Regions from separate parts of the Mus musculus genome. Here regions 1, 2, 4, 5 and 6 are each linked to region 3. A link is a contact called in public Hi-C and HiChIP or PLAC-seq data. All regions are on one chromosome and are shown on one strand. The core of a region is the stretch at or near the end of the contact, and the rest is flanking DNA. Distances in the headings are between cores, read along the strand shown. Region 1 has its middle 4.9 kb from the start of Gm34822. Region 2 overlaps Gm34762 (a long non-coding RNA gene). Region 3 holds the start of Xylt1 (xylosyltransferase 1). Region 4 has its middle 59 kb from the start of Gm34762. Region 5 overlaps Xylt1 (xylosyltransferase 1). Region 6 has its middle 69 kb from the start of Gm26054.

Region 1 (3,912 bases), core at 760-3,259, 480 kb before region 3:
CAAGCAGCCACTTCTAGCCTACAGCATCTAACTCATTCCTGGGGAGTATGAGGCAACTGATTCTTTCTTGACTGGGTCATGAATGAATGAAGGGAGGAACAAATGAATGAAAGCTGGCATCACATGACTGAATGAAGGGAGGAACAAAGGAATGAAAGCGGACATCACAGAAGCCTGAGTCCTTAGAGGGGAAGTTGTTTTACAGTAGGCGTAAGCATGGTGGTTTTAGCTCCTCCTGTTTGAAACGACTTGTTTGGGAGAACTAGAAAGACAATTTAAGGACTATTAAAGCACGTGAGCAGGAAAAACTAACCGTGCTTATCCCTGGAGGGGTCGGAAGGACTCCGGTAGTTTTTGCTCAGGTTTCATTAGACTTCAAAAGCAGGATGGGGTGTCATCAGGGGATGGTTTTGACTTTTATGGTTTGAGGGAGCTTATTTTTCACATAAAAATATTTGTTAAAAAATACAAATGAACAAATAAGAGTTTTGGAGGTGAATCTGAATGCCAGGCTGGCTCCGGTGGCGTTCGGAACATCGCTCATGTCCCCTGAGCTCGGTATCACATCTGCGAGAGGAGCCGGGGAGAGCTTGCCTCCTGGAGCATCATGGGGATAGAAAGCAGAGTGTCTGGAGTGGAGGGGCCATTTGATAAATGACAGGTTCGGCTGCTGTTATTAGCAGCAATGATAACAGTGACACACGGGAGCATGACAAATCAGGGTGCACAGAGGTCCCTTATATCCCGGACAGTCCTTGAATCTGATTTTATTTATAGCCTGTCTGGTTATGCAGGGGTGGCTTAACATATTGATTCCCTGAAGAGCATATGGCTTAGCTCTGTAACGAAGGCCTTTTTAATAAACTCCTCTTACTGACTATCTGTGCGGAAGGCAGTGGTGTGGTCTCAGCCATGAAGGGATGCCAGGAGCTTGCAGTGCTTGCAGTTTACAAAGCTCTTCCAATGCAGCCATTAGTCCATAGGACAATCTCATTGCATCTGATCATCCCAGTTCCGCAGAGGAGAAAACAAAGAGGCAGGCTGGGGAAATTCTTTATAGCCACATGGCTGGTAAGAGAGTCAAACTCAGGCCTGCTGGATCGGGGTTGAAAATATTTTTATTAGTCCTGATGCATCTCTTATTGCAAGTTATGAGAGGTCAGAGAAAGTAGGGAGAGGGGAAGGTACAGAAGGACAGCGAGGCTTGGAAGAAAGATGGACAGCATTGCTATCTGATAGCTCCTGCCATAACCCAATGGGGCATAGAAGCTGGGGAATGGAGTGCGGTTCCCTCTTGCTGCTACATTGAATGCCAAAGACTCCTGTGAAACATGAAACAGAGTACAGGTTGGGTCAGAGGAAAGGTTGCCATGGATACCTGAGGATGCTAAATAAGGGACTACTAGTTTTCCCTCTTCACCCAGTTCCTTTTGTCTCACACAGTAAAATTATCTTTCCATGTAAAGTGGAGAACATAGTGTGTAGATTGGAGATAGTGCTTCTCAGCTGTCCTTGAAGCAAAGTGTGGGATGTGTCCATGCCTGGGCTGATGGGTATATGTGTCCATGTCTAGTATGTGCAGGAAGTGGTGTGTACAATTCTACAAAAGGAACCAGCATGCCCTTTCAGCTTCCACTTCTGCTGGGACAGCAGCTGCGGTGGTGGCTGATGCAACCACCCTGGTAGTGAAGTACCATGGAGAGGTGGCTGTTCACAGTAGTATAGCCAGAAATTCTGTGGCTATGGAGAAGAACGCACATTCTGTTATCAAGCTTGAAAGATGAGGACATGACATGTTGGGGGGTGGGGAGAGGCGGGCAGGGCATGAAGGAACACAACGCTTATCTGTGGGCTTGGGAGGGTTTACTGGATCTATTGCCTAAGCTGAGGATGAGCCATGGTGGTGATGTGCCAAGTGAGACGTAAGGAGGAGACAGTTGCAGAGGGAGAGTTGGGGTGGTGTGTGGTGTGTGAGAGAGTCAGAGAGGCTCCATGGAGCAGGTGTCTGAGCACACTCAGTCTCACTCAGAGTTAGACACGCTGACAGCAATGCCAAGGCGCTGGAGGGTTGTTGAGTCACCAGCAATGAAATCAGACATGACCCAGATATCCTTCTCTCAAGTGATATGGAGGAGAAGAAGCTGGAGCCAAGGCTGAGAACCTCACTAGCTAGAGGGGGACTTAGGGGAGCATCTACTCCAGCAGGTACACACACACACATACCATACCACACATGGCGAAAGTAAAGAAACCCCCCCCCCCCGACTGAGTCCCTGAGTGAATGTGTGCTATTGATATGGGCATAGCCTTGTCAGGGACTCCAAAGCCTCAGACCTGTGGGAAATTAGCAAAGACTTCCTTGCATCTAAGAGCAAATGTTGATAGTGTGTACAGAAAATGCTCACCACAGCTCACTCCTCCATGATGTTGACAGTCTGAAGACTCCTACAGAGGCTGCTCCCACTGAGATTAGCTGAACCTCTTTCTTGATCTGGCACACACCATAACCTCCCCACTCCTTCTTCATCAGTATGTAATTGCCTTGTTCTGCTGAATGTAGTAACCCCAACTCTCTGTTCAACTCTATGTAATAAAAGTACTGAGCTCATGGGGTGTAGCAGTTTCTCCATCCAAGGACCTTCACCACCTGACTCCAGAGCCCAGCTACTTCTGTGTATCTGTCTGTCTGTCTGTCTGTCTGTCTGTGTGTATTTATCATCTCTTTATTTCTTTGTTTCCCCAGTTAGGTCTGTCCTTGGAGCCATGCAAGGACTGGCAATATATCACACCACGTATACTACATACACAGCATACACACACACACACACACACACACACACACATATAACCACACTCACACCTACCTTTATATATCAAAGATTGATGCAAACACAGAGTGGGCCCTGCAGCTACAGTTGGAGAACAATGTCTTTAGTCTTTGATGGTTGATTTGGGGTCAGAGTGCAGCTTTTAAAGGTATCTTTTCTGGAACACACACATGAGAATGTCAGAGAGAAAGAGAGAGAGAGAGAGAGAGAGAGAGAGAGAGAGAGAGAGAGAGAGAGAGAGAGAGAGAGAGAGAGAGAGAGAGGCCACAGCTCTCCAGTTTCTAAGAGTGTAGGCCTAAGGTTAAACCCTGCATGGCACCTAAGTTCCAAGGGTGGCTTTTGCCCTTGCCTTTTTCACTAGACCTGCCCTTCATCTGTAGCATCCAAGTCTATTTTGTAGGGTGTCCTAGAGGACGGCATTATGGATGGCCATGAGCACCTAAGGAAAGACAGTTTTAATTTTGTATTCTTGCTGAATTTCAAAGTGAAACTTCAGGCAGAGAAACTGGAGCTCTGTCCTCAGACACTCGGATTTAGGGATGGCGAAGTTAGTGAGACCTCTTTCCAAGGGGAAGGAGCTCTTTGCACCCAGATCACTTTCTGGTTGGAGCATGGATTAGTAACTTTCTTGTTGCTGTGACAAAAATACCAGACAAGAAGCAGACTAAGAGAGGAAAGGTGTATATTGGCTCACAGTTCAAGAGTACAGTGCCTCGTGGCAGGGAGTCTTGGCAGCAGGGCCTTAGGGCAGCTGGACACACAGCATCCAGAGTCACCGAGCAGGGAGATGAACTCTGATGTTCTTCCTATGGGATGCTGCCGCACGTGGCCCTTTCCTCCTCAGGTAAACATCTCAGAACACACTTGCTTGGATATACCCCGAGGTGTGCTTTCTAGTGTTGACCGTGAAGATCAACTGCCATGGAAGACAACTCTCTGTGTGTTGTGTTGTGTTATGTTGTGTGGGGTGCCCATGGGAGTCAGAGAAAGTACCCACACCAGATGGGTCCTACAGCAATGTACTGTCTCACCCTGGAAACTGGAAGGCTGAGATCAAAGCATCAACTGGATTGCTTCCTTCTGT
Region 2 (4,050 bases), core at 1,322-3,821, 350 kb before region 3:
CTTTACATGAATGATCCCATTCTGCTCCTGGCAGCAAGAGCAGCTGGCTTCTAGGTAAATTTAACTGCTCTGGCTTGAAAAATACCTGGTTTATAACATGGGAGGATACTGGCAATCACCATGTATGTTTCAATCACATTTTTACTTACAAGGAGATGTTCCTGGCCAGATATTTAATTTGGTTTTGTTAGAAGTTGAGTCATCTTTAAAAACCCCACACAACAGAAACATTAACTTTAGAAATTGATGAGCAATGCAACCTCGAGGTTAAGACAAAGGAATTTGTAGTCAAATCCTGCCTTGCTTGTCACAGCAGACCGGCTTGGGGAATTGTTAAGCAAGCACCAGGGAAAGCAAAGGAGAAGACGCTTCTTCCATTGAAGTAAATGCATTTTGGTGTCCATATTGGGATGATTTCCCCCATTTTGAATGTAAGAGATACAGTTTTAGGTATGAAAGAAACGCCAGTATTCTCAGGCTGGGATGTAGCTCAGTTATGCAATACTTACCTAGCGCGCAAGACGCAAAAGACCCTAGGTCTCTCTGTCTGTCTCTCTCTCTCTCTGACTCTGTCTCTCTGTCTCTGTCTGTCTCTCTCTTCTCTGTCTCTGACTCTGTCTCTCTGTCTATCTGTCTCTCTTTGTCTGTCTCTCTCTTCTTTCTCTGTTCTCTCTCTCTCTCTCTCTCTCTCTCTCTCTCTCACACACACACACACACACACACACACACACACATGACAGCCAGCAATACCATTCTTTGTATTTCTTATTTCACCTTCAACTTAACTTCAAGTCTCCAAACAACTAAGTCGGTTTTAATAAATTTCCACCACCATCAGCTGGTGAGATGGCTCATTGGGTCAATGTTATGGTAAATATTATTTGAGGGTTTCCACTGTACCTTAGATAATTTAGTTCCTGTGATGACTACTCCTTGTCAACTTGGCTACAACTGGGATTAACTACAATCCAGAAATGGAGGGCACATCTGTAATCCAGATCTTGAGGCTGGAAGACACCGGTTTCTGACCTGGATCTTGACATGGAGATCTTGAGGCATAAGGCCATGAAAAACTTAGGCCCAGACAAGGTAGTACACACTTTTAATCTCAGGAGACTGAGGCGATCAGATCTCGTACAGCATTAGAGCTGGGAAGGTATCAATCCTCTATGCTATTTGTCTACTTCCTTGTGAATAACCCCAAGCTATCACTTTTGTTCTCTACCTGGGCTTCTCCTACTCCAACTGGCTGGCCATGAGCTCATGATCCACTTACCCCATGGCAACTTCTACCTTCTTCTCCTCTCCCTCATCTTCTCTGCATGAGACCCCAAGCTCAGGAACCTGGGCAGTCCACCCCCTCTGTTCTGCTGCTGGATGTAGGCATCTTTATTAACCAATTAGGGATAACTTGGGGGAGGGGGTGGGGGTGCAGGGGCAAGATTTACACAACAACAGATGGCATGCATGAGGATTTCCTCATCTTGGAGCAAGCATCTTAGGGTATAGAATTTAGCATTTGAATACATAGCAGCACCAGACCAATCCATTACAGTCAAGGTGCTTGCCTTTGAGCTGACCACCTGAATTGGATGTCCGGAACCCACATGGTGGAGGTGGACGGAGAGAGTAAATTTCTCCATGTCTTCTGGCATGTGACATTCTTCTGACATTCACATGTGTGCTGTGACACACACAGGCACACGCACTAATAAATGGAAGAAGTTAAATCTCCATCAACAATGAGCTTTCGTAGTCCCACAATAGCTTAGCATTTATTAGTTGAATGTTACAATGGGACTTTTTATTGTAAAACACAGGGACAGGAAGCAGGCAAATCTTCCTTTGTCCTGAGCTCAGCACTCGGGGCCCTTCAGTGAAATGAAACTTGCTCTGTAAACGTGAGCCTCTTCTTTCACAGGGGTGCCTTAGAGCCTGTCCTGGGATCGAATGTTCATGAATTATCAGAAAAACCGGAGTTTCTCCTTTTCAGAATATCCCCACATCGTCAGATCCCTGGTGATTCCTGCTTCTTTCTTCTTGTTCCCCCTCCTGAGCCTGGTTGGTAAACACAATCCATCCCTCTCTTACTCAGAAGCCTGCTCCAGGCAAAAAACAACAACAACAAAAAAATCTACAAGATCTCTTTGGGCTGAAAAAAAATCCAAACACGGCTAAGAAAACAGATTAATAATTCAAAAAGTTATCTGCCACAGGTAGAAAAAAAAATCAAACCATTAATTTCCCTCTCTGCTTTTTCTTGCAGCACTGAATCTACAGGGCTTAGGTTGTGTGGTAATTGGGCCGACTCTGAGAGCTGCCTTCCATTTTTTTAATTGGGTCGTTAGTGCTTCTCCAACCATCTTATCTCATGGGTTTCCACCCTACTTTTTAATAGTTGGGATGGATTTTTTTTCTCCCCCTCTTAGATCTTAATTTTGCAAATAAGGATCGAGAAGTGGCGTTAAGATCAGCCTCATTATCGCATCGCAGTTTGGTTTGGCAGAGTACTCCTCTCTTCATCTCTATTAGCAGAGCCTCTGATTTTTAAGCTCATTTGCATAATTCCTAGCATCCAGGATTTATTCAGGGGGCCTTTTGAAGAAGGCAAAAAGGTCTCCTTTATACCAAAGTGCTCTTCATTAGGAGGTGCCTTGAAACAGCAGCAGACAATGCAGGGTCTGCTTAGCCACCTCCTGACTAGCTGGCCAACTTTCTAGCCTTAGTTTCCCTATATGTAAAGATGAGGGAGGGGGCTGCTGCCAGATGCCAAGATGAAACCATCCAGGAGAAAACTCAGCCTGTATGTATGTTTGGATGCTGTAATCATGTCTCTGTTAGGTAAGAATGACTGACATGTAGAATATTGGAGTGAGCATGGATCAAAAAAGAGCCCGAGGAGTTTGCAGACAGTCATCTGAGAACCTGGACCAGACCAACAAACCCACATCAGCAGTACTCCAAGGCCTGGCTCACAGCCCTGTCCTGCCATTCACCCCATTCCCTGGGGGCTACCCGCCCTCCTGGCTTCTAACTCCGCAGCTTAATTTTACCTATTTTTAACTTTCTATAAATGGAGTCAGACAGGATGCCCTATATTTGTCTAATTTCTTTTGCTTAATATTTTAGCATAAGTTGCTCTCTATTTTAATAGTGAGAATTCCTTTTCCTTTACTACACTGTACATATCCATTTGGCAGAGATGCTACAATTTGTTTTTCTTGTCCACTTTGGTGGACGTTTGTATTTTTTCTGGCTTCCCACTATGAGGAAGAGCAGAGGCATATAATCCACTCTAAGCCATGCTCTTTGGAGATTGTGGTGGTTTGAATGGGTATGGCCCCCATAGACTCATGTGTTTGAATGCTTGGCCCATTGAGAATGGCACTATTAGGAGGTGTGGCCTTTTTGGAGTAGGTGTGGCTTTGTTGGAGGAAGTATGTCACTGTGGGGATGGGCTTTGAGGTCTCCTAGGCTCAAGCTCCTCCCAGTGTGGAGTCCAATCTCCTCCTTGCTGCCTATGGATCAAGGCATAGAACTCTCAGCTTCTCCACCAGTACCATGTCTGCCTGGACACCGCCATGCTTCCCACCATGATGATAATGGATTAAACCTCTGAAACTGTAAGCCAGCCCAAGTTAAACATTTTCCCATATAAGAACTGCATTGGTCATGTTTCTTCACAGCAATGAGATGAAACTAAGAGATTTACAGATGTGCACATTCATAGGGGTGTGTTCTGCATTCCATTGCTGGTCAGTCAGAAGAGCTAGAGTAAGCACCATCACGGGGTGCTCCCACGTGGCTGTAACAAGTTACCTTCTTGTCAGCCATGAACATGAACCTCAATTATTTAACATTCTGACTCCTGCTCATAATGTACAGTCATATCACCTCATATTTGCCCAATGAAGACCTGACACTGCATTGCTTCAGCTCTTTACCTTGAAGTAGTTTCAGACTTATAGACAAGTGTTAAGCCCAGTACAAGCTTGAAAAATCTCATCCATATTCACCAATTATTTTACATTTGATTTATACATACACCTG
Region 3 (3,696 bases), core at 798-3,297:
CCACCTCCCAGTAGGTCTCCAATTTTAGGAAGAACATGTAATAGCGTTTTTGTTTTTGTTTTTGTTTTTGTTTTTTGTTTTTTGTTTTTCCAGTTGGAACACATGATCAACTCCAGGAGTTCAAAGGCAGTGAGTGCCTGGGTCCCCTTGGACTTGGGGACATTGAGAATGCTCAGGTTCTCATGCACAAGCATCACTACAGGTGAGGGTAAGACTTCTCCTTGGTAGCTACAGAGCAGCCAAATGCTCTGTCAGATCAAGTCCTGAGACTGCTTTAGCTCACAGACATAAAGAGCTGTGCTCGGGCAACAAGGGTCAAAACAATCCTGAAGAACTTAAGCACATCAGAAAGCACTTCTGACACAGCTGTGTAGCTGTGTCTAGGCAGTCTTCAGCAAGGGCTGCCGGAGTGACAAGCAATAACAAGGACTGTTCCCTTCCTACAGATCCTAGAAACACTCCCCCGGTAGCTACCGTCCTTCAGATGCTGGGCAGTTCTCTGCAGGGAACTGGGATGATGGACAGAGAATCACATGGCATATCACACCAGCCCAAAGACAGACAGACACTCATTCCTACGCAGAGCAGAGACCCTGTACAGTAGTTACGGACTCAGATCTCCTGCCCTCCTAGCTCAGAGAAAGGTGAAACAGATACCCCAAAGAAGTTGGGGATAGAAGAGGAAGACAAGCCGGTGCCCCACCTAGCCAACCAGATGGTACTAATAGAACTGGAAGACAGTTTCAGAGACCTGACTATTCACATCCAAGAAGAGCAAAGCACACTGGGAGGTGTGGTGATAGCGTGGCCAGACAGACAGACAGTAAGTGCAACTGACCACCCATGTCAAGTCAGAGACAGCCAGCTGGAACTAAGGGGCAATACCTGGAGGTGAAGTCAGGGAGGGCAAGAAATGGCAAGGTTAGGGACTGAGGAAGGTGGGGACTGGGGAAGGTGGAGAGAGAAGTAGATTCCCAGAGGGGAAAACAGGACCCAAAGTCAGATCAGGCTTGCAAGACCCAGTGTTGATTTGGGCACCAGGGACATGGTGGAGGACTTAACACACTCATTCTCAGCCCACAGCAAACAGCTCAGACCAAAGAGGCTGCGTGGAGAACTACCCTTGAGCAGCGGCTGAGGATCCGGTCACGATCCGATGCACGTACTCGAGTGGAGAGTGAGGCATCAACGCCCCCACCCAGAGAGCAAGTAGGACGCCCAGAAAGAGTGATAGGAAACAGGACCCCCTAGAAAGCGAGTCTCTTCTGGAGCTCACTTTCCAGACCCCAAGGGGGCGGTCCTCAGACTCCGCACAGAGCAGCGCGGCTCAGTGCACGACCCTGCAGCTGCCCAGGGCAGCCAGGGCAGTCAGAGGCAGCCAGGGCGCAGAGTCCCTTCGGATATCGGGACTTGTGTGGCCAAGACCAATGTGAGGCATGGGTAGGGTCGCCCATCTGTCTCTCTGTCCGCGGGGCTCGAGATCCCCTTCCCAAAGGGCACCTTACCCTCGCCCGGGAGGCTAGTGCCCCGCGGCTGGCAGGCTGCTGTGCGCGGGCTCCTCCGGGGCCGCCTCCCCGTGCTCCTCCTCCGCCGGCTCGGCCTCCAGGTCCTCCGCGGGCTGCGGGCAGATGGGCAGCCAGGTCCCTGCGCTCCCGGCGCGGGGCCGCGGGCTGCTGCTGCTCGGCTGCTCCCGCCGCTGCCCCCGCGCGCCGCTGCTCTCCAGCCCCGGAGTCCAGGCTGCTGAAATTCCACACCACCAGCGTCTGCAGCAGCAGCACCATGAGCGCCGCCAGCAGCGCCGAGTGCGAGCGCCGCGCCAGCCTCCGGGCGCACGGCGCCGCCACCATCTTCCGCGGCGGCCCGGGGCGAGCGGGGTGCCGGGACACCCCGGTGCGCGCTCTATCCCGGGGGCTCCGCGCTCGGGCCCCGCCGACGTCGCCCGGGCTCGCCGCTGCTCCTCCTCCTGCTCCTCTCCTCCACCACCTCCTCCTCCCTTTCCTCCTCTGCCGCCGCCGCCGCCTCCTCCACCGCCGCGGCGCGGAGTTTTCAGACGGGCAGGGACCCGGACGTCACCAGGAGGAGGGGAAGGCGGGAGGCGGGCGCGGGGAGGCCGCGGAGGGGGCGCGGCGCGCGCGCGCGGGGACACGGCTCGGAAGGGAGCTGGCCCCTCGAGATTCCCTTTTCCCTGGGTCAGGGTCCCCAACCCAACCCCCAGGGTTCTAGGGCGGGCGTTAGGGGTACCAGGGCTGGGGAAGGGGCCACTAGGGACGCGGGCCCTGAGCAGAGGGCGGGGCCTGGAGGAGGAGCCGAGGGCAGCGTGGGGAGGAGAAGGTGAGGGAGGGGGTGGAGGCGAAGGAAGCAGACAGACACCCCCCAGAACAGGCGTGGGAACAAGGTACGGGTGCGAAAAGGCCGGTGCAAGGGGTAGAGAGACGGAAAGTGGAGGATAGAAGAGTCAACAGGGCAGCTCAGCTTGCAGAGGTCAGGAAAAGGGAAAGAAGGGTCCTGAGAGTCTGTGTTCCATGTGGCAGAAAACTGGAGGCGGAGTTGCAGGAGGCGCGGAGTTTTCCGTCCCGGCATCTTTGGCTGCACAGAGAGAAAACCTTGGCAGGTGGAGATGGGAGAAAACGTAGGAGTGTCACAGGTCCTGGCTCTTGTGCAGCCTGGGATTCCTGGATCACTGACTGAAACGATGGGGAGGAGGTTCTCAATGACTCGCCGAGGTTAATCAGCACAAGCACTGCGACTTCTGAGTCACCCCCCCCCCCTTCCAGGGCCAACCAAAGATTCAGGGCTCATTGACTCACTTCTCTGGTCCCCAAAGACTCACAATCCAACATCCTCCAAATCCAGTTGGCAAGTGAATGCTTTGGTGGCTAAAGAAGTTTTCCAACCCTCCCTGGCCACAAGCTGAAGTCTCCCTCCCAGCCACAGAGCCTCCCTCCCTTAACGCCCTTCTTACCATCCGCCCTCCTGATGTCTGACTTGCTGTGTGCACTAGATTCAGAGCTGGGTCAGCCCAGCCTTGCTTTATAAGGAGAAGCATTTTCCTGGACTGACTGGTGACCTTGAGCCACCAAGACTGTCCCCCTTGACCTTGTTCTGAGCTCTGTCAGTGAGAGTTTGGAAGGAATAATCTCTCTGAACTCAAACTTCATCCAGCTCTCTCTGACTCAGTCTTATAGACTTCCCCTTTTGATACATAGCATCTATTAATGTCTGCATGTGAATGGGACTGATGTCTACCTATGTCAGTGAGCTGGGGACTTACAGCGAATTCTTGGTCTTTTGTCTCCTGCCCTTTTAAACATCACCCTGGTTTGTAAAGGGAAGCGAGTGGATATGTACAGAATCTATCAGAGAGCAAGGCCAACAGTGGCGAGAAGTGGACCCTTCCATCCACTGCACCAGCATATTAGAGCACTGATGTGTGCCAGATGTGGGATCAGGTACAAGCATCCCAAGGTGACAAAGGGTGCCTCTGATCTACAGTCAGCTAGAAGGCCAGAGAGTCAGGTGTAGGTAGGTATGGAATCTCAGAAGAAAACATGACCATCGTCCCTAGAGAGATTTGCAAAGGAGCCGTGGGTTCATGAGAGTGCTACTGGGATAGCTGTGTCCTCAGCCAACCTGCTACCCTGACAGTCTACAATCTGCTCCAGGGCCCCCTCTAGCTCTGCAGCCAGGGACAGAGGC
Region 4 (3,797 bases), core at 950-3,449, 320 kb before region 3:
GGGGATTTACACAGGCCATTGGAGGGAGCCTTACACATGGTGGGAGCTCCATATCTTCAGCAATGTGTACACCACCAGATCTGCCCGATGTTGGGGGGATGAGTCCATTAGGAAAGGCTCTAACCTTCCAGCTCAGGTGTGAAGTCCAGCATCAATGACTGGACTCTGTTTTAGGGCTAAACTCAAGTTGTCAGGATCCAGGAAAACCCTTATCCTCAAGGAGCAGGGCTGAGTCCCAGGTTGCAGTACTCTGCCACTTTCTTACCATAGGAGGATGTAGTGTTGACCCTGCAAAACCATCTTACAGTTCAGAGGTTAATCAACAGGCTGATAATGCCATGAAGCATCTGAGATGCCCATGGTAGAAGTGACAGAGAGAGAACAAGTCTTATTTATTTTGTAGAACATGACTCTAGTGGCCATCATAACACCCCAGTGAAGAGAGGCTCAACATTGGTTTCTTGGCCAAGAGCTGGGACCTGTTTCATGAGGGAACCAAAAGTTTTCTTTCCAATGAGCTTCCTCGGTTGGTCTTGATCTACTTACCCACTGTCTGTCTGTGTCTGTCTGTCTGTCTGTCTGTCTGTCTGTCTGTCTGTCTCTCTCTCTCTCTCTCTCTCTCTCTCTCTCTCTCTCTCACACACACACACACACACACACACAGAGAGAGAGAGAGAGAGAGAGAGAGAGAGAGAGAGAGAGAGAGAGAGAGATTCCTATTGAGCTGTGTTGCTTGCACATACCCATAGACACTGCAGAGGACCTGGCTTCCAGTCCATGTGTGAAGAAGCTATGCTATAGTTTGTAGAATGGACCCTGGGCATGGGACTGTGAAGTCAGGGGCTCTGTGCCTTTGGGGATTCTGGAAAATGTGCATTCCTTGTGTCCCTCAACTGGGGTAGATTACTCTGTAGCAAGCAGATTCCATTTCATTGATAGGTAGAGCCTAATTCACATACTTCTGTCTCTGGGCAAAGGCTGATGGGAAAGAGTTTCAAGCTTCTGATATAATATGAGGGTGTGTGTGTGTGTGTGTGTGTGTGTGTGTGTGTGTGTGTGTGATCCCAACTAATGAGCTCCCAACTCAAGGAACAAAGACATGAAAATGAATTCCAAATGCTCACTAGCCCTCTGAAGAGACAGTTTTGAGATCAAGTCCAACACATCTAGAAATCAAATCCAATCTTTCTTCCTTTTCTCACCTTCAGCCGTTGGATGCTGGAGCTCTGAATTGTGAGGCTCTCACGCTTGTACAGCCAGCACTTTGCCTATGGAGCCATTTGTCTGGCCCCCAAGCTGATGGTTCACTTCTTACTCTTCCCCAGGCCTTCAGAAAGAGTTCAGTTTGTTATTTACAAGGGACCTCATTTGTTAGCAATGAAAAATGTGTTTTCCCCTTTCCTAGAGAGGAGTCTTTGGTGTCTCCAAAGCTCATGACAAGAAGCAAAGGTTTTAAAAACTATGAAGGTATGTGAGTAGAACAGTCCAGTTAATACCCTGAGTACAGTCAGTGCACCCAGGAGTCCAAATTGAAAATAGACTGGTTGGACCTCAGTGAGGCAGCTACCTAGATTTTAGGCTTGTGGCAACATGGAATTTCCTTTTCCGGAAGTGTTGAGGCATTTGGCTGGGTCCACCAGACTGGCAGAATAAGGATGGCATTGTTGGGTGTGGAGATAGAGAAACATATCCGACAGACTGCACATGCCCTGTTAGCTATGCTTGAATACTTCCAGTATGCCACATCAGCTTGTGGGGGAAGAAGTGTGAGGCCGAACATTCCAACACACGCAAGTGTGTACGTGTCTGATGGAGGAGGTACTGACTCTGAGTTTGCGAACATAGCTGCCTTTTATCCCTAATCTAGTCCAAACAACTTTAGCAATTGTTAGAGACACTGAAACTGCTAGAGGGAAGTTGGGGAGTACTCGAGTATTTTCTCTGACTCTTAGTTAAACATTGGCAACTTTTCTGAGCCTGTAAATATTATTGGGGTCCAGCCATTTCTCTTTGTACTCTATGAAAATTAACTCAGTCCACAGGGGCTGCAATCACTGCCAAAACCCCCAAGTGTGGGTTCTTCCTCCACACTGACAAAAATAACAGTTAATTAGGCTGCAACACCCAAAGGAAAGTGAACTCACACCACCAATCACAGAGAGGCATGCAAAGTGTTGCCATGGCAACTGGCATTTACAGCTCTTCCATTTTAATGTATCAAGGGCTGAGGATAATTTCCCAGTGAGAATACAGGAGGGTGGGGTACCCCCTTCCTTCTTTCTGCCAGTCTGTAACCAGCACAGGACATCCATTCTTGTGGCAACAGGTTTAAAGGAAAGAAGAGACGCCCACAAAAGAAGCAAACACCTGGCACGGATGCTCACAGGCCTTGGAAGTCTCAGGGAGGACAGCACACATTCTTAGACTCAGCACGGCAGCACTGTTGGCACATAGGAGCTGTAAGCCATGGCTTCGCTTGCAGGTGAACTTTGTTTTCATGGAAATCCTCCCTGCCTTCTTGGCTTTTACTGCACACTCTGTTCTCAGCCCCTAATAGTCATCATCTTATTCACTCTTCATGACTAAGTGGGAAGTGATTGTTATTCTCCATTTATAAATGAAGGTTAGGAGAGGTGAGATACCTTAACCATATAGTCTGGGGCAGAGCCTAGATTCTCCATGTCAGTTTCCACATCCCTTGTACTGTCTATCTTCTCTGTATATCAACTCATACGCTTTGTAAATAGGGGTAGATATACTTGCTACCATTACTATCAGTTAGCCATGGCTGCGTAACAAATGGCACAATATCCCAATGGCAGGTAAAGCACACCCTCGGACAGATTGGAGCTCTATTCTTATATGTTCATTCCCAGCCTCAGGAAGAAACATCTAGCCAAAGGAAGCTGTTCCCCTGGTGATGGATGAGTCATCATAGAAGCTAACCAATCACAAAAGTCTGTTTCAAGCCCTCCTGGGTCACATCTAATTTCCTATTGGACAAAGCAAGTCAAGTGGTCAAATTCAAGAAGCAGAGACGCATGCTCCAAATTTTGTAGCTGTGGTTTCAAACTTTTATGGCAAGAATATGGAGACAAAGAGAGATGAAGAGCAGCATGAATATGCATGAGCAGGTATCTCTGTTGTAGGATATAGAATCCTTGGGTATATGCCCAAGAGAGGTGTAGCTCTTTTATGTGGTAGATTTATTTTTGGCTCCTTTGACACTCCTCCATGCTGATGTCCACAGTGGCTGCACCAGTTGGCACTCCCACCTGCAATGAGTAAGTGTTCCCCTCCCCCACATTCACATGAGCATTTATTTTTAAAAGAAATTTATTTTTTTATTTTTTTGTATTTTAGCCATTTTGACTGTGGTCAGATGAAATCTCAAAGCAGTTTTAATTTACATTTTCCTGATGGCTAAAGGGTTTTTTTTTTTCCTTTTTTTCTTTTTTATTAGATATTTTCTTTATTTACATTTCAAATGTTATCCCCTTTCCTAGTTTCCACTCCAAAAATCCCCTATCCTCTCTCCCCTCCCGCTGCTCCCCAACCCACCCATTCCTGCTTCCTGGGCCTGGCATTTGAGAATGTTCTTTAGACATCTTCATTTTATCTTTTGAGAACTCTCTGTTTAGTTTCATGCCCCATTTTTTAACTGGGTCATTTACTTTCTTTTAGTTCTTTATGTAATTTTTAGTTCTTTATGTAATCTAGATACTAACCCCTTGTTAGAGGTATAGCTGGTAGAGATGTTTCCCATTTTAATGTGCCCTCGACTGAACTGATGCAAC
Region 5 (4,104 bases), core at 1,447-3,946, 280 kb before region 3:
AAAAAAAAAAAAAAAAAAAGCTGAAAATATTCACTACTTATCATTTATGGGAAGTGTTTGCTCTGCTCTGGCGTGGAGAGCAGTCTGGGGTGGGCAGGGAAGACTTTCCTGAGGAGGCATCATTGGAATGAAGTGTTGATTGACGTGTATAAGGCCAGAGAGGAGAATCCCAGGTAGAGGGAACAGAAATGTGAAGCCTCATTGCCAAATCACACAAGTAGGGACGTTGGAGCCAGAACATGAATCCAAGGCCACAGAGCCTGCAGAGTGGCTCAGTTCTGGGCTGCCAAGGGACTGCTGTGACCTTGAGAAGCTGCAGGTTCTTGCTTCCTGGCAGCCTGGTCCCAAGCATAGCATGTGAACTCAGCACTACAAAGTGGTCCCTGGAAGCCTGCTATGGGCCAGAGTGGGTTGGGCCACCCTCCTAACGGCTCTGTCTGCTTGATCATGTCCTGGTCGCCAGCCTTTCTGCCTGTGGGAGCTAGTTGGGCCAACTGGTCTCAGTACCCAAGTCCCACATACGTGGTGTGTGACTTCTGACTTGTGCCCCAGTTTTCTCTGATGGCCCCTCTCATCTTACCAGTGAGTCCTCACCCGCCATGCTGTGCCCCCTGTGTAACTCTGAGGTTGATGCAGTGACTCCTAATGCTCTGCCTATGGTGCTGAAGCTAAGTTCTCCACTACAACAAACCAACCAAACACGCCTATTGGGTTGGTTTTTCTCCTGTTCATTTTCTAGGTGAGGAAACAGATGCTATAGTCAGTTCGATCCCAAGTGACTCCAAAGCCATGCTGTCCACCATGATGCTCTATGCAGATTCAATAATCAGCTCACAGCTAAAGTGGAGTTGCTATCTTTCCATCTTGGTACCAGCATTCTGAAACCTTGTTGTCCCCATATGGCAAATGTAGGCACTCAACCTGGCTCCAGTTAGTTAGATCTACAGGAGGCTGGCTACAAGTTCACATAGTTTGAAATCAAATCAAGGGACACACAAGAGGACGGTTGAGTTTCCTTGGGGCTAAAGGGAGGAACGTGCATATTGTAAGCATTTGGGGGTGTAGGAGACAAGCAAGGTGTATCCTATTTGAAAAGGATCTGATTCTTGGTCAAATGAAATTTCAACAAGTCAGGTTTTGACCATAGGCACGATACTGGAAGGCAGGGTTGGTAGCACCAACACTATGTGCAGGAGAAAAGGGCCTTCTGTCTTTGCTGCATGTCCTAATTGCTCTATGAGTCTCTTTGTGCTTCTACCCTGCAGAGGTAGGAGGAGGTGATTGAGAGATTCCCAGGCTGACAAACGGTGGGGCAATTCAAAGCAAGAGGAACAGCTAACAGACATTGAAATATTGGGAGCAAAATACTGTGGCTGATACAGAAAAAAAAAAAAGCCATAGCACTTTATGAGAAAAGAGGTTAATGTGGGAAACAGCACCACGGCATCAGCTCGGATGCTTGCCTCCATAATTAAATTTTCCTCAATTCCACCTCATCAGACTTCTTAGATTACCAGGGACGCATCAATAGTAAATTACTCAAGATGAATCATTTCACAAATTGCATTACTCCCACCTCAGTGTTCCTTGTCTCATTAACAAATACAATTACTGCCAACAGGGGACCTGCTTCCCTAGAGTACTTCTGACCCAAGGTCTTTCTGGGGATGCTGGGAGCAGCTCCCACCTTCTTGGAAATCACAGGAGAAAATATTGGAGAGATCACGACCACCAGCAGGATCCTGCACTCCTTTTGTGGGGTGGGTGGATTTAGAGCATCCTTTGTCCTGTCCCAGAGCTGTACCTGACACAGGGAGGATGTGTGGCTCCAGTCCCTCTTCTTCACACTTGCCTTTTAGGTCTTTAAGGATGTGAAAAGATGCTCGTGAAGGGACACTTGAAGATACTAAGTAGGTGGGCTGTGTCTTGGCTAATTCTGGAGCAGAGGCCCAGACTTTAAGAAGACACCAGGTGTCTAGGTATTTGCTTGTTCAGCACAAAGACTCAGCAGAAGCTGCCAGGATTCAAGCCAAGACCTTTTTTTCCAGGACTGTAGGCACCCATCCCACATCTGTGTCTTCCTGGGATGTGTTATCAGTATGGCACTTGGTATCTGCCAAGTGGGAATGCTTCCCACTTAGCAGGACTGTCATGTGTATCTAGCTCCTGGGCTTGTGTTGTGTAACATGCAGACGGACAGTCCAGATACTCTCTGTAACTCAGGGCAGTTCCTGGGGAAAACTGTGCATGCTGGTCAGGTCTACGTAGCTTTTATCGTCATCATCTCTTAAGCAACGTACCACAGCTGTGTGTATGCATTCATATTGTATTAGGCATCATGAGCCATTTAGAAATGATTTACAGTGAAAGGGAGAATGGCATATGCAAATGCCATGCTCTTAAGGAACTAATACACCTGCAGTTTTTATAATCAAGAAAGACCCTGGAACCAATTCTCCATAGGCACCAAGGGGTGGTTGTACTAGGAAACTCAGGAATCCTGTTTCTATGAGTCTGTCTGGGAGTGGGAACATACAGTTTTATTTTCCAGAATCTTCCTTTTAGCACTTTCTGCCACAAAGCCATCATCAAACAACAGAAGGTACTGTGTCCAGAAAGGAACAGCCTGTGGTTTGAATGGTGGAATTTCTCTAGCTGGCAGCTTCCATGCACCGACTTAGAAGGCTACAAAAGCCTGCTTGGTACAGAATGTACCACAGCATCCAAAGTCTGGCTCTGTGCTTAGGACACAGGCTTGTGCTTATGGTTTAACACCGTCAAAGGTGTTAGAAAGAAGTGCTCAGGCAGGCTGGCCGAAGTGGTAAGCCCCGAAGGGCAAGAATTTAGCCAAAAGAGATGTTATTGACAAATGGAAGTCTATGAAAAAATAGAAACCCAAGTGTAAATCTGGAATAAAAACAAGGTAGCCATTAGGGGCTCGGTCTCTGTCTCTCTGGACTCTGTGCTCACAGGAAGCAAAGGCCAGCAGCCTCCTTCGTTCTCTTAGCTTCCTGCTCCCATGTGGATCCCGAAATAGTTAAGATATTGTTGACTTTTTCCTGGTTTTGAACCTTAAATGAAGTAATCCTAAGCATGGCTTATTCTGTGATCAGTTTTCCTCATCCAGCGTGTTTTCCAGTTGCATGGCACTGATCTTGATTGCTGTCTCTAGGACACAGGACGCGACTGTGCACACCGACCACACACTGTGCTTTTGAGTGGGCAACTTGTAGCTTGTTTGTGGTTTTGTGTGCTATGAACAATTCTGCTACAATTCCTGCCTCTGTCTCTTCCACAGGCCTACTCCTGAATGTGGGATTTCTGTGGTAGGTGTGTGTATGCACTATGAGGAGAAGGGCGTCACCTGTCCCACAAACGCAGCCTATATACTGAGCCCTCAGGAGCCTTGGATAGATGTCCATGCATCTCTGACCTGCCCTGTGGCACTGACTGACCATCACAGGCACACATTTATTTCCCATTCTGGAACCTCTTTTTGCTTGTAATTTTCATTATTGCCTCTCATTATTAATGAGGGTGAGGTTTTTTGTTGTTACTTTTGCTTTAAATTATACATATGTGGGAAATTCATTTTTTCCTCTTTATTTTGTTCTCATTTTTTCTTCCTTATTTCTCTCTCTGTTATAGCTGCCAATGGCACTCATCGTCTTCAGGGGCTAAATGGTTTTGATTTCTGAGACAGCATTTCTGAGTCAGTCTCTGTCCTGACTGTTGGAGTCTGCCACTAAAGCCCAAAGCAGACATAGGTACTGTGTCCACAAGTGCCCATGGCCATGTTCCCTGTAAGATTTTTTTTAAAAATAAAGACCAGAAATGCCCATAGTTAACTGGGGCTCATAGTTTGCCAAACTCTTATTTATGGGATTATTTTTTAGTATATTTTGGGGAGCAAACATCTTCCACCAGTGTACGGTTTGTCCTTTTTACTTAGGGTATCACATATTCTATGAGCAGAATTGCATCAGTAATTATCATTTTCCAAACAGCCAAGAAGCCATGTTAAAACTCAGTGTGTGTCTAGGATTAGTACCCAGCTTGTCTTAAATATGAACAGAGCCTTGTGGCAGTCCAGTGGGCCAGCAG
Region 6 (4,056 bases), core at 931-3,430, 360 kb after region 3:
GGAGGGGGAGGGAGAGAGGGGGAGGGGGAGAGGGAGAGGGAAGAGGGAGGGGGAGAGGGAGAGGGAGAGGGAGAGGGAGAGGGAGAGGGAGAGGGAGAGGGAGAGGGAGAGGGAGAGGGAGAGGGAGAGGGAGAGGGAGAGGGAGAGGGAGAGGGAGAGGGAGAGGGAGAGGGAGTCTGGGCCCCACAAGGGCTCTGTAAACCTCAAAGTAAGCTTTTCCTGGTGACATACCTCCTCCAACAGGGCTACACCTACTAATTCTTTTCAGACATTTAATCAACTAAGGCATACATATTTATATGAACCTATGGGGCCATTTTTATTCAAACTACTGCATTCCCACTAAGCCATATTTCCAGCATTATATATATATATATCACATCACATATCTACTGGTGTATGTGTGTATGTGTGTAACAGAAGGAAGAATGAGGGAAATAGAGATGCTAATGGAAAAATGAAAGGAGGAGGAAGGATTAAGGAGAGTGTGTGGGAGAATCATGGCTATGATTATGATGCACAAGATGTATTTGACAGAAATTGTCCTTATGAAATGCAACACAAGGTGCATTGAATATAGACATCCATGAAAATAAAACAATGAAGTATATTGTACACTCTAGTTTATCTCTTTGAGTGAATAAACAAAACTTTCATGTTTGCATATGAAGAGTCAAATACATCATATACACTATATTTATAAAAATATATGAAAGTTTGACCCTAACTGAAAATAGGTAATGTAAAATTAGATGCCTGACTTACTATGTGACTAATCTATATACTTCTTTCTAGGATGATAATTTTGAATTTGAATGCTCAGTGGAGCTTTTAAAATATTTTCCTACAATGTTCAGTTTAGGATCCCCAGGTATGATACCATGCCTAGAGCACCTTTATAAACCTTTATGGATAGTTTCAACAAAGAAGCCTGACAAAGAGCTATTGTCTCCAGAAACATTTGAAAATATAAGTCATCTGTTCCTATTAAATAGCAAGCCCTCACTTCTGAAAACACTTCTTAAACCCCTTGATTCTTACAAGCATGATGGGCAAGATCAGAGTGGGTGAAAGGACTATGATGTTGGATGGCTAAATAATTCTCTATGAGGTATTTGGCCCTTCCACACAAGCCGGGCATCTCAGTGAGCAATCTCCTCATTGCAAATGCACAAGGCAAACTTTCCAAGCCAAAAGAATCAGAATAAAAGTTGCAAGCTGACTTGATATTCATTCAGAGGTCTGGGGGATGGCTCATTGGTCCCCACAGTAGCATCTGTTAGGCCTGGTTGCCTTAAACCCTTAGACTTGCCTTTTATACTTCTTGAGGGAACCTCTTCTAAAAGAGCAAAATGGTGCCAGCAGCCCTTCAAATAGAATAATCAAGATGTATGGAAGCACCGTTAGGACTGCATGCTCTACCATATCACTGGAGTAAAGAGCATAATTCTGGAAGGAAGCTGCTGACGGAAATGGTACGGCAACAGCAACCAATCTGTGTCCACCTTTTCTATTTGACAATTGGGAGACTACAAGAGGGTTTTCAGATACCACTATTTTTAATTTTAACTTGAACTTGCATATCTTTGACTCATCTACAGCAGACAAAAAAACAAAATAAATAAATAAATAAATACCAATCCATGTGGTGGATTGATAATATGTCAATACAATCACACAAGTAATTTTCATAGTGTAACTGGGACAGAGCTGGGTCTGAAAAACGAATTTCACACTTCCATATCTAGACAGACAACTCAAACATAGACCCCAGGCAACCTAGATGTGTTCTAGACTGAATACCAAACCATATTAGTTGGCTCTCTTGGGCAAGACTGCATCCTTCTAGAGACCTCTGTTTCCTCAGCTCTGAAACTGATGGAATAAACATTTGTGTCTCAGGATACTTTGGAGGATACAGTGAGGTCATTGCAGCTCAGCAGATCATCCTGTTTTTCTGCGGAAGATTGCTTTGTAAATGTTTTAGGCTTTGCAGACCACATGGGGTCTCTGTTGCATATTCTCAGTTTTTATAACCCTTTAAAACTGCCACAAAAATGAAACAATAAAACTAATATCATGAACTCACAGACCATACAAGAATCGAGGCTCGGGCTGTAGTTTTCCATGGCTGATCAAGACCCTGTGCTCCAATAATGCAGGAATTCGTCATGTGTCACATATTCAGCACCAGGGACAGCACCAACTGTATGGCTATTTGCTCAGTAAATACCTGAATGAATAGCTTATGTAAAAGCTGGTTCAAAAGCTTCCATATAAAAATAATGGTGTATTTATTTACTATTAGTGCTGTTGTTGCTTACATAGCTCTGAAACTGTGAACCAATATGAGATAATATGAAGGTTTGCATTCAGGGAGATCGAAGACATTATCTAACCTATCTGGTAAAAGGTTAGGAGGTAGCTCTTCAATAAAGTGATTAGCACATAAGCACAAGGACAAGAATTCGGATCCCCAGAACTCATCTATAAAAAACAAAGTGGGAGCATATGTCTAGCATCCCAGCATTGTAGAGGCAGAGTAGAGAGATCCTTGGAGCTTTCTGGACAGCTAGCTTTTGCCAAACCAGTAAGAGACCCAATCTCAAAAAAAAAAAAAAAAAAAAAATCAGGTGGAGAGTGACTTAGGAAGACACCTGACTTTAACTTCTGCCTTCCATATACACTTACACACATGCCCCTGTGCATATTTGTAAACACAAACATTCACATATGCACAACACATATATGAATGCACATACATGCACATGCACTGCACATACCTATACACATAAACACATTCACATGTGTACAACACACACATACACATGCATACTCTCAAATTTGGTGGATGCATGGATAAGTGTGGTCTTAAATAGCTAGGAAAGCTTTAACTGAGTTCAGGGACGCACTGGAAAGATGGAGAATGTTTGGAGAAACAGAAATGAAGGTGATAATTACCAGGATCCCCCAAGAGAAATGAAGATGGAGTTGTACATGTGCCTCTGTTTTACGAGTTCACTGGGACAAGGTTCTGGTTGCAAGAGACGCTGCTTCTTTCTGATTCCTTGGGGTTGTGGAACTCGATGCTGAGAACAGGACACTGGCACATTTCCTTCAGGAAAGTCGATTCCTTACCATTTTGCATTTCCATGGCAATCCATGGTGACAAATTTGGACTTGAGCAACTAGTGAATGCACACACCACTCATGCCTCGCCCAGACACAAAAGGAGGCAGGTTGGGCAGGCCATGCCAGCTCCGCAACAAGAGTGCAACCATAGAAGCTGCTTCTGCAGAGTGTGTGGCTAAGCCTGGAGCACGTCAGGATCTGAGCACTACAGCTCTGTTGGGGAGGATTGAGGAGGCGCATGAGCGGGAATGAAATAGCAGACGTGGCAAACTCATGCCTGTGGTGGCACAGTAAATCTAGTTTGTGTGTCACATGAGGGATTTAGAACATTCTCGTTTTTCCCCACTATGTCTACTGCCCAGCACACACTCAGCAGCAACGGCCACGTTGGCATTGGGGCTTAGAGTTAAGGACAATCAGATCTGTATCTGAAATAAATGTGACTTGATTTCTACCTACAAATTGTGAATGGTAACATCCTACCTGTGTATCTTTATCATAGTGATCCCTCCTCTTTCTTACCAGATGAGGACCAGTTTCGATGATAGAGTCATACAGCCAAGACACTGGAGTTGCGCCTTTCTGTCTTGACTGAACTGTGAGCTTTACCTTTACAATGAATTATAAATGTCTGTCTTCAGCTCATTTCACAGGAACAGATTTTATATGGCCAGAGAATTTGAGTCTCTGAGCAAAGATTTGATACTCAGGCAAGAAAAATAGGTTCAAAGTTCTTTTTTCTTTGGCTAGGGAACGCTGATTATCATCCATCAAAGAAGCAGTTTCTCAGACCTTGCTTGGTACTGGTCCTGGATGATATCAGCACTAAGCCCATCATCGGGCTGTTGGTGCCACCGAATCCAAGGCTCACAACTCAGGCTGCATACAATTGTATTTGTGTGTGTGGAAGAACAGGCTGCATAC

Evidence for each region. A called contact is a pair of places that touch in the nucleus more often than the background predicts. HiChIP or PLAC-seq counts read pairs in DNA pulled down with a chosen protein or histone mark.
Region 1: a contact with region 3 is called in a Hi-C map of cerebral cortex, with 3 times the contacts expected there. The contact joins the enhancer-like site here to the promoter of Xylt1 in region 3. A contact is called at or near these places in 7 of 39 promoter capture datasets (the 3T3-L1 cell line, embryonic stem cells, liver and 3 more), 1 of 484 Hi-C or Micro-C datasets (cerebral cortex), 14 of 115 datasets of contacts at active chromatin or transcription factors (SST interneurons, differentiating embryonic stem cells, embryonic basal ganglia and 9 more) and 1 of 9 other capture datasets (embryonic stem cells).
Region 2: an H3K4me3 HiChIP or PLAC-seq map of embryonic forebrain shows a contact between it and region 3, with 5 times the contacts expected there. The contact joins the enhancer-like site here to the promoter of Xylt1 in region 3. A contact is called at or near these places in 3 of 39 promoter capture datasets (cranial neural crest, hippocampal neurons and second pharyngeal arch cranial neural crest), 3 of 484 Hi-C or Micro-C datasets (adipose-derived mesenchymal stem cells, cerebellar granule neurons and embryonic fibroblasts) and 9 of 115 datasets of contacts at active chromatin or transcription factors (PVALB interneurons, SST interneurons, astrocytes and 6 more).
Region 4: a contact with region 3 is called in a Hi-C map of cortical neurons, with 2.9 times the contacts expected there. The contact joins the enhancer-like site here to the promoter of Xylt1 in region 3. A contact is called at or near these places in 4 of 39 promoter capture datasets (frontonasal cranial neural crest, hippocampal neurons, pre-B cells and 1 more), 1 of 15 datasets of contacts at CTCF or cohesin (large pre-B cells), 22 of 484 Hi-C or Micro-C datasets (astrocytes, bone marrow-derived macrophages, cardiomyocytes and 13 more), 14 of 115 datasets of contacts at active chromatin or transcription factors (the 230-238 cell line, acute myeloid leukemia, bone marrow-derived macrophages and 9 more) and 2 of 9 other capture datasets (embryonic stem cells and macrophages).
Region 5: a Hi-C map of cerebral cortex shows a contact between it and region 3, with 4 times the contacts expected there. The contact joins the enhancer-like site here to the promoter of Xylt1 in region 3. A contact is called at or near these places in 2 of 39 promoter capture datasets (hippocampal neurons and liver), 3 of 484 Hi-C or Micro-C datasets (bone marrow-derived DN2 thymocytes, bone marrow-derived macrophages and cerebral cortex), 9 of 115 datasets of contacts at active chromatin or transcription factors (acute myeloid leukemia, embryonic basal ganglia, embryonic forebrain and 6 more) and 1 of 9 other capture datasets (macrophages).
Region 6: a contact with region 3 is called in an H3K4me3 HiChIP or PLAC-seq map of craniofacial prominence, with 5 times the contacts expected there. The contact joins the enhancer-like site here to the promoter of Xylt1 in region 3. A contact is called at or near these places in 2 of 39 promoter capture datasets (hippocampal neurons and liver), 2 of 484 Hi-C or Micro-C datasets (cortical neurons and nephron progenitors), 1 of 115 datasets of contacts at active chromatin or transcription factors (craniofacial prominence) and 1 of 9 other capture datasets (pancreatic islet).

What each region holds. Positions count from the first base shown.
Region 1 is chr7:117,854,243-117,858,154 of GRCm38.p6, reverse strand. No RefSeq gene overlaps it. Among named protein-coding and RNA genes, the nearest start is that of Gm34822, 4.9 kb to the right of the region's middle. Within about 2 kb of position 2,009, at least 12 of the 459 cell types and tissues checked have an H3K27ac peak or open chromatin away from gene starts, as enhancers often do. A contact at or near this core is called in cerebral cortex, where this site is marked.
Region 2 is chr7:117,734,087-117,738,136 of GRCm38.p6, reverse strand. All of the region lies in intron 2 of Gm34762 (a long non-coding RNA gene), which reads left to right. Among named protein-coding and RNA genes, the nearest start is that of Gm34762, 23 kb to the left of the region's middle. Within about 2 kb of position 2,571, at least 6 of the 459 cell types and tissues checked have an H3K27ac peak or open chromatin away from gene starts, as enhancers often do. A contact at or near this core is called in embryonic forebrain, where this site is marked.
Region 3 is chr7:117,379,330-117,383,025 of GRCm38.p6, reverse strand. Xylt1 (xylosyltransferase 1) reads right to left here and starts at 2,047. Exons shown (of 12, transcript NM_175645.3): 1 at 1,506-2,047. The coding sequence starts at 1,847.
Region 4 is chr7:117,698,188-117,701,984 of GRCm38.p6, reverse strand. No RefSeq gene overlaps it. Among named protein-coding and RNA genes, the nearest start is that of Gm34762, 59 kb to the left of the region's middle. Within about 2 kb of position 2,199, at least 40 of the 459 cell types and tissues checked have an H3K27ac peak or open chromatin away from gene starts, as enhancers often do. A contact at or near this core is called in acute myeloid leukemia, cortical neurons, forebrain and 2 more, where this site is marked.
Region 5 is chr7:117,656,948-117,661,051 of GRCm38.p6, reverse strand. The region is part of intron 11 of Xylt1 (xylosyltransferase 1); the gene reads right to left. Among named protein-coding and RNA genes, the nearest start is that of Gm34762, 100 kb to the left of the region's middle. Within about 2 kb of position 2,696, at least 9 of the 459 cell types and tissues checked have an H3K27ac peak or open chromatin away from gene starts, as enhancers often do. A contact at or near this core is called in cerebral cortex, where this site is marked.
Region 6 is chr7:117,020,050-117,024,105 of GRCm38.p6, reverse strand. No RefSeq gene overlaps it. Among named protein-coding and RNA genes, the nearest start is that of Gm26054, 69 kb to the right of the region's middle. Within about 2 kb of position 2,180, at least 3 of the 459 cell types and tissues checked have an H3K27ac peak or open chromatin away from gene starts, as enhancers often do. A contact at or near this core is called in craniofacial prominence, where this site is marked.